Linked DNA regions of Mus musculus: region 1 is linked to region 2. A link is a contact called in public promoter capture Hi-C data. All regions are on one chromosome and are shown on one strand. The core of a region is the stretch at or near the end of the contact, and the rest is flanking DNA. Distances in the headings are between cores, read along the strand shown.

Evidence for each region. Promoter capture Hi-C pulls out the DNA fragments that hold promoters and counts their contacts.
Region 1: a promoter capture Hi-C map of liver shows a contact between it and region 2, with 5 times the contacts expected there. The contact joins the promoter of Armc5 here to the promoter of Xpo6 in region 2. A contact is called at or near these places in 5 of 39 promoter capture datasets (the C10 cell line, liver, neutrophils and 1 more), 1 of 484 Hi-C or Micro-C datasets (CD4 T cells) and 2 of 9 other capture datasets (adipose tissue and liver).

Annotation. Positions count from the first base shown.
Region 1 is chr7:128,235,087-128,240,452 of GRCm38.p6, reverse strand. It overlaps Armc5 (armadillo repeat containing 5), which reads right to left and starts at 3,096. Exons shown (of 6, transcript NM_146205.2): 1 at 1,864-3,096; 2 at 464-571; 3 at 1-370. The coding sequence starts at 2,326. It overlaps 9130023H24Rik (RIKEN cDNA 9130023H24 gene), which reads left to right and starts at 2,422. Exons shown (of 1, transcript NM_177001.3): 1 at 2,422-5,366. The coding sequence starts at 3,034. The coding sequence ends at 4,047.
Region 2 is chr7:126,198,827-126,204,329 of GRCm38.p6, reverse strand. It overlaps Xpo6 (exportin 6), which reads left to right and starts at 3,829. Exons shown (of 24, transcript NM_001311143.2): 1 at 3,829-4,431. The coding sequence starts at 4,429.

The sequences.
Region 1 (5,366 bases), core at 1,847-4,346, 2.0 Mb before region 2:
AGTGCAGGCCGCACCAGGCCCTGAGCACACAGGTTGGCGAGGATCAGGATGGCTGCCTCACGTATTGCCCGTTTAGGGTGAGAAGCCAGGCTGACAAGGGGGCCCAGTGCCCCACCCAGACTTAGCTGCTCAGCACAGGCCCGGGAACAGCCTCGGCTGAGTTCCAAGAGAGCACGGACTAGGGCCGCAGTCAGTGCAGGGTCTGGGGCGGTAGCCAGGAGCTCAGCCAGTGGCCGCACTGCTCCTTGCTGTGCCAGGGCTAGACGGTGCTGGGGTGAGTCTGCCAAGTTGCGGAGGGCACGAACTATGCTCTGTAGGCACTGTGAGTCCTGGCAGGCGGTAAGGCTCTCAACAAGAAAGGGAACAGCACCTAAAAGGAGAAGAGGAAGATACGTAATGAGCAAGGGTAGACATCCAAGCCCTACAGCGAATCTCTGCCTGGCCCACTCCCACAGCCTCTCACCAGCAGAGTGGATGTCCCTGCAGCTCTCAGGCTCCATGGCTAAGTTCCCCAGGGCACGCGCTGTCCGGTTCTGGATGCTGTCTGTCTTCACACACTGAAGAATGGTCACTGCAAGGACAGTTTGTCTGCTTGAGGGCTCTACTGTTTGTTTGTTTCTAATCAACCAAAGCAAGAATGTGGCAAACGTTTGGGGATATAAGTCAGAGGCAGAGTACTTGTCTAGCTTGTACCAAACCCTGAGCCAAGCCCCAACATCTCAAGGAGAGAGTGGGGAGGGAGGGAGAGGAAAGAGAGGTGAGGGTTAGAGAAGGTCTTCAGAAGATGCTAAAAGAGGAGCAAGAGCTGGAGGACTGACTGAATGGATATTTGCCCGAGGGATGGTAAATGGTTTGCAGCAGCTTTTCCAAATGCCCCAGGGTAAAAGTGTCTGTGCTATGATTTCACAAAGCCCCTCAAATGCCTGTCCAAGGAGTCAAAATATAAATGTGAAGGCCACAGAAGCCACCAAAGGGCTTTAAGGGGAATGACAAGATACACTCCGGCAACTGCGGTGGGAGGGTATTACCAGAGAAAGGAATATGTCAGGAAGAGCGGCTGAAGTGGTCATGTAGTCCAGGTAACTTGGCTTGAACCAAGTTAACTTTTATCCCTGCCAATCAAAAGGCAATACGGCCCAGCACAGCAGGCAAGGTTAGAGAGAACTTGGCATTCCATCAAGCCTACTGTCAAACACATTACTTGCAATCTATGCAAGTTTAAATATAAAAATGCTTCACTTTAAAAATTAAGATTTTTGTCAAAATTGAGATACAGGACAGGCAATGATGCAACTTTGTTCCCATCATCACCATAAGGAGGCGCCAAATCACCCGGTACACAGAAAGGCTGATCCTCTGCTGGAATTTGTTTCCTGTGTTTAAGTACCCACTTATGCTTGGAGTCTGGGCACTGTACATTTGAATTTCATTTTCTACTCAACTTCAATCCTGTCGGGTAGCTATTGTTATTACACAAAGAATTCTTGCTTTGGAGGGGTTGGGTGATTTGCTTGGTATGTCTGACTTTTAAACTCACTTTCTAACTTTTAAAACTACACTTTCTGGCCTCCTGCTCTTCCATGTGAAGCCTTGCACAGGGACGGGTACTGTCCCCGAGAAGCACCAAAAACAAAGTATAAGCCACTTGCTCAAAAGTGAGGCAGGAGTCAGTATCTACTTCTGGTCTGGGCAGGTCCAGGTCTAATTTATGGAGAGAGCAGTGACGTCACATAGCATCACACCTGAGGAGATGAGTGGCGCTGCACCATCACAAAGCATGTACTCAGAGGCCTGGCATAATGGAAGGGCAGCGCAGATACTGTGGGTTGGAACCTTTCTAAGAAATGGGGGCGGAGCACTTACCCAAAGGGAGAATGCCTCCAAGTCTCCGCACTTCGGCCCGGCACGCCCCTTCTGTACAGCAGTTGGCTAGAATGCTGAGCGCCAAATCCAGCGTCTTGCGCAGGCGCATTGGCAACGAAGGCGTCAAGAGCGACTCGGCAGCGGGGGCGTGGCCAGGGGTAGAACCAGCTGACGCAACCGACGAAGGGGCGGAGCCAGAGGCTGCTTGGGACGGGGCGGGGCCCGCAGCAGCCGTTCGGCGGAGCAGGGCGAGAAGGGGGCGGAGCCCGCCGCGTGCCCGGAAGCGCTCAATCCCCTCTGCCGCCTTGATGTGGCGCGTGCGAAGAGCTAAGAGCGCGCGGCCCAGGGGTGTCTCGTTGGTAGCTGGGTCCTTTCCCCCACCTGGCCCCTCCCCGGCCGCCGCCGTGAGCTGCGCGAGGCAAAACGAGAGCGAGTCCGTAAGGGCCGGTCTCGCAGCCGCCATCTTGGCCCGGGCCTCAGGCTCCGCCCCGCGTCTCGCCGGTACTCTGAGAGAGCGGAACTGGAAGAGGGGGGCGTGGCCAGGCTGCTCCTCGGAATAGCGCCGCCGCAGTTATCTTGCGAGTCGGAAGTTCAAGTTCTAGATTCTGGAACTCCGGTACTTGCACAGTCGCAGAAGACATGGCGAGAATGGTATTTATCTGTGGGAAAGTAAGAGGCGCGTGCGGTGCATGCTGGGATATGTAGTCGGCGCCAAGCTTAGTGCAGTTTAAGTGGGTGAGAAACTCCTCCCGGGGCCGAAGAGTGAACTGTTGCTCCTAGGATCAGACGCCCCGCGGTGGAGTCTTAGTGCTGTCCTGTGCTCCCCAACGTGACTTAGCCACTTCGCTCCCGGTACGTCCTTGTCGGCGACGTTCAGACTTGATTGGCAACCCTCAAAGCGCGGTGATCAATGGCTCCGAAAGCCGGACTGACAGACTCGCAGAACCCCAAGCCGTTTCAAAAGTGCTAAGTTCCCGACAGAAAGGTCTCGCCAAGCGAATGAAAGAGTTAAACCTACCGGGAAAGTTCGCTGCCACTTCCTAGAGTCTCTCGGGCTTGGGGACCTTTCCGTTTCCGGTACCGGCCTCCAAGCCTCCAGTGCCCCGTTCTCCAACTGTGCTGATGAGTTAAACGGGTGGCATTTAGGAAACCGAGCGCTTTTCGGCCGCAATGGAACTTGCGGCTCCAGAAGTGACCAGGGAGAATCTAGATGGGGCTAAGCTGCTGGAGAACCGGACGTCAAAATTCCCGGGAGCCCCCAGGTCGCCCCTGGATCGCGAGACCGCGCTACATGAGCGCCCCCTCCTGGCGCGGCCGGAACAACCAGCCCCCGTGGAAAAAATGCTGGACCAGCAGTACTTATGTAGGTCAGGCTCTGGCCCCAAGGAAGAAACCTTTGTCAAGACCAGTGATCCTGCAGTCCCCAAAGCTTTCAAGTGTAGGGATTGTGGGTTGGCTGTACCCAGTCTCTCTGATCTCATTCACCATCAAAGCAGCCATGGGTGTGACCGCCCTTACAGCTGTCCAGAGTGTGACAAAAGCTTCCGGCGTGGCTCAGATCTGGTTAAGCATTACCGAGTTCACAGTGGTGAAAAACCATACCCCTGCCCAGAATGTGGCCGTTGCTTCAGCCTCAGCTCTAATCTCACTAAACACCGTCGTTCTCACTCAGGTCTCCGGCCGCACAAGTGCATGGAGTGCGGAGAGGCCTTTGGTCGCAGTGCAGACCTAGCAAAACACCAGCGGGTGCACACTGGGGAAAAGCCCTATGCGTGTGCTGAGTGTGGAAAGACTTTCAGGGTTAGCTCCAACCTGATCCAGCACCAGCGAACTCACACTGGTGAGAAACCCTACCGCTGTGGCCTCTGTGGCAAGAGTTTCAGCCTGAGCTCTAACCTTTTACAGCACCAGCGCTGTCACACAGGCGAGAAACCCTACTTCTGTGCCTGGTGCGGAGACAGCTTTGGGCGAAGTTCCTATCTGCTAGAACACCAGCGTTCACACACGGGTGAGAAGCCCTACAATTGCTGTGAGTGTGGCAAGAACTTCACCAACAGCTCAAACTGCCTACGGCACCAGCGCACTCACAATGGAGAACCGCCCTTCAGGTGTCTTGAATGTGGTCGTGGCTTTAGTGAGATCACCATGTTCACTGAACACCAGCGCATCCACTTGAGCAAATGACCTTTCCAGAATGTGGCAAAAATCTCACACCACAGTTCCATCAATGTTCACACATGGGCAAGAAACCCTAGAAGTTTCCTGATTGCAGCTAGTATTTTTGTGGACACCAGCCTATGCACACAAGCAAAGGCCTTTCATTTGCAGGTTTGTCAAGAGCTGCAGTCAGATTTCCCACTTGCTCTTCTACCAGGTGACCCACATGAGCAAGAAGACCTCCATCTGCCCCTTAATAAGGCAAGCCTTTGCCCATAACGCTTAGCCTTGTCTAACATCAATGGGTGTTCCAAGATGAGAGTTTCTGCAGTTATCCCTGGCTTCAATGAAGGGACCAGAGTGTTGTTAGTTTTTTTTTTTTTTTTTTTCTTTTTTTCTACGTCCCGAAGGTGACTTAACTAAGGGCCACTAATGGGGTTCACAAATGGCATCTGGGTTGAGCCACAGGCTAGACGAACAGCACTAGAGCTGTGTCTGCCTTCAGAGAAACAAGATTTAAACACACACACATGCACACACAAAAGTCCTGTTTTCTGAGATTTCATTCAGAATCTCCATTAGCTAGACAAAAGTTTTTAGATGCCCAAAACCACATAGCTCCTGCCCCAGCTGCAGATAGGCTAACCATGACAAAAGCAACAACTCCTTTTTCTCTGGAGGAAGAGGATTACAAACCAGGCAAAGTCCATGTGAGGACTACAGTAGCCAGAGGTTGGAGGAGGACCAAAGGGGATGATCAAAGGCTATGTCTTGGCAAAAGGACCGGAGAATTTGACCTTGGGATTGTTACATAAACTCTGGGTGTAAGAAACCATTTGAGGAACTCTTCACCACTCATTAACTCTCTCTACTGCTTACACTAGGGTGCTAGAGGTTGAGGTAGAAACAAAGAAATAGATGTTGAGTTCAGGATACTTTATGGTATTTCTAGGCAGGGGCAAAGGCCCAAGATTTGTCATCTCGTTCTTTTCTAGTCTTCAGTCCCTTCCCTTGAAAATCCCCCTGCCCCCCTCACGCCCTTTCCTTCCTCCATCAGTGGAAGAATAGTGAAAACTTCTGGACTTTGGAGATTCAGTGTGGCCTTTCTGTCTGATATAGAGGAGGTTGCCCACACAAATGTATTTCTACTGCTAACATTATCCTATATGGGAGCACAGGGTTTCCCAGAGCACCACATAGTCTTTGAGCAGAGTCCAAGCAATAAGAGACTGCTTGTTTTCCCGAGAGGTGCCCTTGTCTGCACCACATGCATACAAGTGTCTCCTCAATCTTTTGTGACAGTCCATCCATCCTTAACTGCAGAATCTGGATCCCCTGCCCTCCAG
Region 2 (5,503 bases), core at 2,580-5,079:
AGAGTTGTGTGGGAACGTGCCGGTTTTATTTTATTTTTTAATATTCCCCACAACAGGTGTTCAACATCCTTAGTCATCAGGGAAATTCAAATCAAAACAACCCTGAGATTCCACCTCACACCAATCAGAATGGCTAAGATCAAAAACTCAGGAGACAGCAGATGCTGGTGAGGATGTGGAGAAAGAGGAACACTCCTCCAGTGCTGGTGGGATTGCAAGCTGGTACAACCACTCTGGAAATCAGTTTGGCAGTTCCTCAGAAAATTAGACATAGTACTAGTGGAGGACCCAGCTATACCACTCCTGGGCATATACCCAAAAGATGCTCCAACATGTAATAAGGACACATGCTCCACTATGTTCATAGCAGCCTTATTTATAATAGCCAGAAGCTGGAAAGAACCTAGATGTCTTTCAACAGAGGAATGGATACAGAAAATGTGGTACATTTACACAATGAAATACTATTCAGTTATTAAAAACAATGAACTCATGAAATTCTTAGGCAAATGGATGAAACCAGAAAATACCATCCTGAGTGAGGAAACCCAATCACAAAAGAACACACATGTTATACACTCACTGATAAGTGGATATTAGTCCAGAAGCTGGGAATACCGAAGATACAATTCACAGAACACATTAAGCTCAAGAAGGAGGAAGACCAAAGTATGGATGCTCTGGCCCTTCATAGAAGGGGGAACAAAATACCCATGGGAGGAGATACAGAGACAAAGTGTGGAGCAGAGACTGAAAGAAAGGCCATCCAGAGACTGCCCCACCTGGGGATCCATCCCATATACAGTCACCAAACCCAGACACTATTATGGATGCCAACAAGTGCTTGCTGACAGGACCCTGATATAGCTGTCTTCTGAGAGGCTCTGCCAGAGCCTGACAAATACAGAGGTGGATGCTCGAGGCCAACCATTGGGCTGAGTGTAGGGGTCCCGGAGGAGGATATGGAGAAGGGAATGAAGGAGCTGAGGAGGTTTGTAGCCCCATGGAGGGAGCAGCAGTGTCAACAGTCCAGATCCCCAGAGCTCCTGGGGACTGAACCACCAACCAAAGAATACACATGGAGGAACCCATGGCTCTGGCCAAATATGTGGCAGAGGATGGCCTTGTTGGACATCAGTGGAGGAGAGGCCCTTGGGCCTGAGGGTGTTCGATGTCCCAACGTAGGGGAATGCCAGGGTGGGAAGATAGGAGTGGGTGTGTGGGTGGGGGAGTACCCTCATAGAGGCAGGGGGAGAGGGGATGGAGTAGGGGGTTTCTGAAGGGGAGACCTGGAAAGGGGAAAACATTTGAAATGTAAATAAAGACAATATCCAATAAAAAATTAATTTTCAAAAAAACCCAACAACCTTACTGTTTTCCAAAAGGGAAGGGGGGAATCAAATTGTAATCCTGTAACTGTAAAACTCCATCTGGACAATCTCTAAACTAAACTATTTAGGAGGGTGAATTATGACAGGGTCTTTATGGTCCAGGTTGGTCTTACGGTCATATCAATCCTTCAACCTTCCAATTGCTGGGGCTCACAGTCATGAGCCTCTATGCCTACACCAAGCTTTTTTAAGTTTATGAGAAATAATTCCAAATTTCTCAGACAGACCACCTTCTCCCCTTCCCCCTGCCCCCAGCTTCTCTCTCTTTCACATTTTCATATTTGCTGGGGGAGACAGTAGAGAAATTACAAAATGACTGCTCCATTAGGGGGAAGGGTTTTATTGTTAATAAAAAAAAACATCCAGGGGCTGGAGAGATGGCTCAGTGGTTAAGAGCACTGACTGCTCTTCCTAATGGTCCTGAGTTCAAGTCCCAGCAACCATGTGACAGCTCACAATCATCCGTAGTGAGATCTGACGCCCTCTTCTGGTGTGTCTGGAGACCGCTACAATGTACTTACATATAAGAATAAATAAATCTTTTTTTTTTCCTTTTTTTTTTTTTTTTTGAAAAAGAGAGAAAACATCCAGAGGCCCCTGAAAGATTCCAGAGCAGAGAGAAAAAGTAGATAGGAGATGGGCAGGGCCATCTGGAGAGGAGAGAGTTGGGGAGACAGGGAGGAGGGGGTGGAAAATCATTAAGTTATAAGGTGGATGCGTAGGTGGGGGTGGGAAGCAGCCATGAAGTTTTAGGGTAGAGGGAGAAGGTGAGAAGGGTCAGGATGCTAGTGTGGAATCTTTGAAGTGAGTAACAAGTACTTGTGAATAGGGACCTCAGCAGCCTGGAGGCCACGTGGATATGCTGATAAGTGCCATAGCTATAAGTCAGTGGAGAGCCAGGTGTCCCTTCTGCCAGAAGTAAGGGAAAGGACTCCTTTTGGGGGAATAGGAACTTGTTTCACAAGTTTCCTAGGAATTCTGGCTTTTATCTAACACCAGAATTCCTTCTATAGTCCATCTTGAGCTCATTCTGGATATGTGGACTGCCTGAGACCTAATGTGTGTGTGTGTCCCTGTGCAAGCATGATACTAGTGTGGTCAAAAGACAACAATTTGTGGTAATTTATTTTCTCCTTCTTCAATTGGGTTTTGTTTTAGTCACTGTTTTATTGCTGTGAATATATACCATGACCATGACAACTCTTGTAAAAGAAAGCATTTAATTGGGGGCTTGCTTCCAGTTTCAGATGGTCCGTCTATCATCATGGCAGGGAACAGGTCGACATGCATGGTACTGGAACAGTAGCTAAAAGATACATCTGATTCACAAAAGGAGACTGGGTTTGCCATTGGCTTTTTTTTTAAATGTTTATTTATTTATTTATTTATTTATTTATTTATTTATTCTATGTAAGTACACTGTAGCTGTCTTCAGACACTCCAGAAGAGGGCATCAGATTTTGTTACAGATGGTTGTGAGCCACCATGTGGTTGCTGGGATTTGAACTCAGGACCTTTGGAAGAGCAGTCGGTGCTCTTAACCACTGAGCCATCTCACCATCCCTGCCATTGGCTTTTGAACTCTTTTTTTTTTTTTTCTGAGACAGGGTTTCTCTGTGTAGCCCTGGCTGTCCTAGAACTCACTCTGTAGACCAGGCTGGCCTCGAATTCAGAAATCTGCCTGCCTCTGCCTCCCAAATGATAGGACTAAAGGCAAGCTCCACTACTGCCCGGTGACTTTTGAACTCTTAAGGCCCACCCCGAGTGACACACATTTTTCCAACAAGACCACACCTAATCATTCTAATCGGTTTCAAATAGTGCCACTTCTGATGACTAAGCTTTAGATATGGGATAGGCATTCTTATTTAAACCAGTACAGGTTCTGAGGATTGAACTTAGATTGGGTTGTCAGACATAGTGGCAAGTACCTTTAAAGGCTGAGCCATATCCCATAAAAACTTATTTTATTTACATGCATGTTTGTGTACCTATATATGTGTATGCTATGTGAGTATGGGTGCAGGTGTCTCCAGAGTCCAGAAGAGGGTGTTGAGTCACCTGGTGTTGGAGTCTGGAATTAGGGATGAAGCCAATTTAGATCGTGACACTAAGTGTTTCAATTTCATCCTGTGACACTTTCTGGTCCTAGGACCCAGAACTGTGGACTGAATGAATAAGATCCCAGGAGAGCACAGACCAGCATCGCCGAACTTCTAGTCCGGTGTCAGGGTCCGGAAAGATGCTCAGAAAAGATTTGCGGAATGAATGAGTGAAAAGAAACGAAAGGGAAACCTTTCCTTTACCAAAATGGCCGCGTGTCCCTTTACCAACGCGGCGGTCCCTGGCCTCTTGGGCGGGGACGTGGTGGGCGGGGCCAGTGAACAGTCAGGTGCGGCCCCGCCCTCCTCTGCCCTCACTTGATTCCGGATTGGTCCGGTTCCAGCGCCGCAGCAGGCCGCGGGCTGAGGGGCCGCCTGGTGCTCGCCACTTCCGGCGCGTTGGGCTGTTGGCAGAGGGTGGCCGCGAGGGGCGAGCCGCGGCTACTGGTGGCGCGCAGGGATGCGGAGGGAGCCCGCCGCGAGGACAGAGGTGGCGAGGACAGCAAGGGCCCGCGGGCCTCTCTCCTGAGCCGGCCGCGCCGCCCAGGCCCAGGCAGCCTCTGCCCCTTCAGTCTCGGCTGAGGCCCGTCGCCGCCTCGGGCCGCGGAGGCCGGGGAGTCCCTGCCTGGGCCCGCAGCCTCCCTCTCGGGGGTCGGGCCCAGGCGGGGGGCCTCGTGTAGCCGCCTCTGAACCCCATTTTCTGCTTTTGCGTTTCCCCGGGGTGGGCCGAGGTCTGGATGAATCGCTTCGGGGGGTCCCCGAAGGGGCCCGTGTGCTCCTTTTAAAGGTGCCGGCGGGGCCCGGGTAGGGAACCGGTTGTCTTTGCATGGGCGGGGGACTCCCCGAGCCTGCCGGGACCATGACCTGAACTGTGCGAGCGGGACACGACGGATCCCAAGAGCTAGCTCACCTGAGCCATCCCCTTCCCGGCCAGCATGGTGAGTGGGTCCAGGGACCGGGTTGGAGGGGTGGCAGTGGGCCTCAGAGCAGCTGAGCCATCTCTTCTTCCCTGAGGCGGGGAGAGGCGCGTGCGAGCCTGGCCGGTGACACATGCGTGCAGGGTGTGCAACCGGCTGTACGCTCCCATTGCCCCCACCCCCACCCCCACTGGATGTCTTGAGTAGCGCCACGGATACAACCCCCTGCCTCACTGTTGGCTGTGCCCTTGTGCAGCAAGTCGTGATTATCAGTATCATTTATTTATTGATGGCATACTGTGTGTCATTTCCTTTGCTAAGTCAGTGGTATGTATTTTGTTAGTATATCAACCCCCTGATTGGAAATGGGGGATACTTGAGGCAAGAAGCAGTTAATTACTCTGCCCAAGGTCAGTTGACTCTTTTGGGTTAGTAGCACTATTTGAACATAAGCAATCTGTTATAGAACTGGCTGGATTTTTGGAGACCATCTGTCCAGCGGTAGGTTTGCGTTTGCAGAAATCTAAAGTAGTATTTGTAGAGGTTACTGGTTACGGATACAGACGATGGCAGAGTCAGCAGTGGGGTCTTTGGACATCTTGGTTGCTGTTCTTTTTGTTTTCTGCTCTGGCCTTTTCCTTGGAAAACTATGCATACTTTCAGGTCCCACTAAAAAAAACCTCTCTGAAAGGAAAATACCTCCTCTTCTTGCAGGCTTTTTAGCTTTTCCATAGTCCTTGGGGTTTGTGTACTCAGAGCAGTTGGTTGAGTGCTTGTCTTTTGCCATTTTAATGTTTCTGAGCCTTATCTGCCCATCACAGTAGGCAAGGTGAAGTTAGTCCTCTGATTCTTTATCTGCCTCAGTTTGGCATCTAGCCCATGATGAGTGAGTGCCCAGCCTGGGTTTGAGCACTGATCCCCCCCCCCCCCCCCCACACACACACACACATTGCCTGGCGATTAGAGGTGTATTGAGATGTGGCTGGTGCACCTTTTTAATGCACACATCAGACCAGACTGTCAAACTCTTAAGGGGTGGGAGGGTGGGTGGGGTACATAAAGTCCTGGTTAGTGGAAAGAGGTTGTTCTAAGG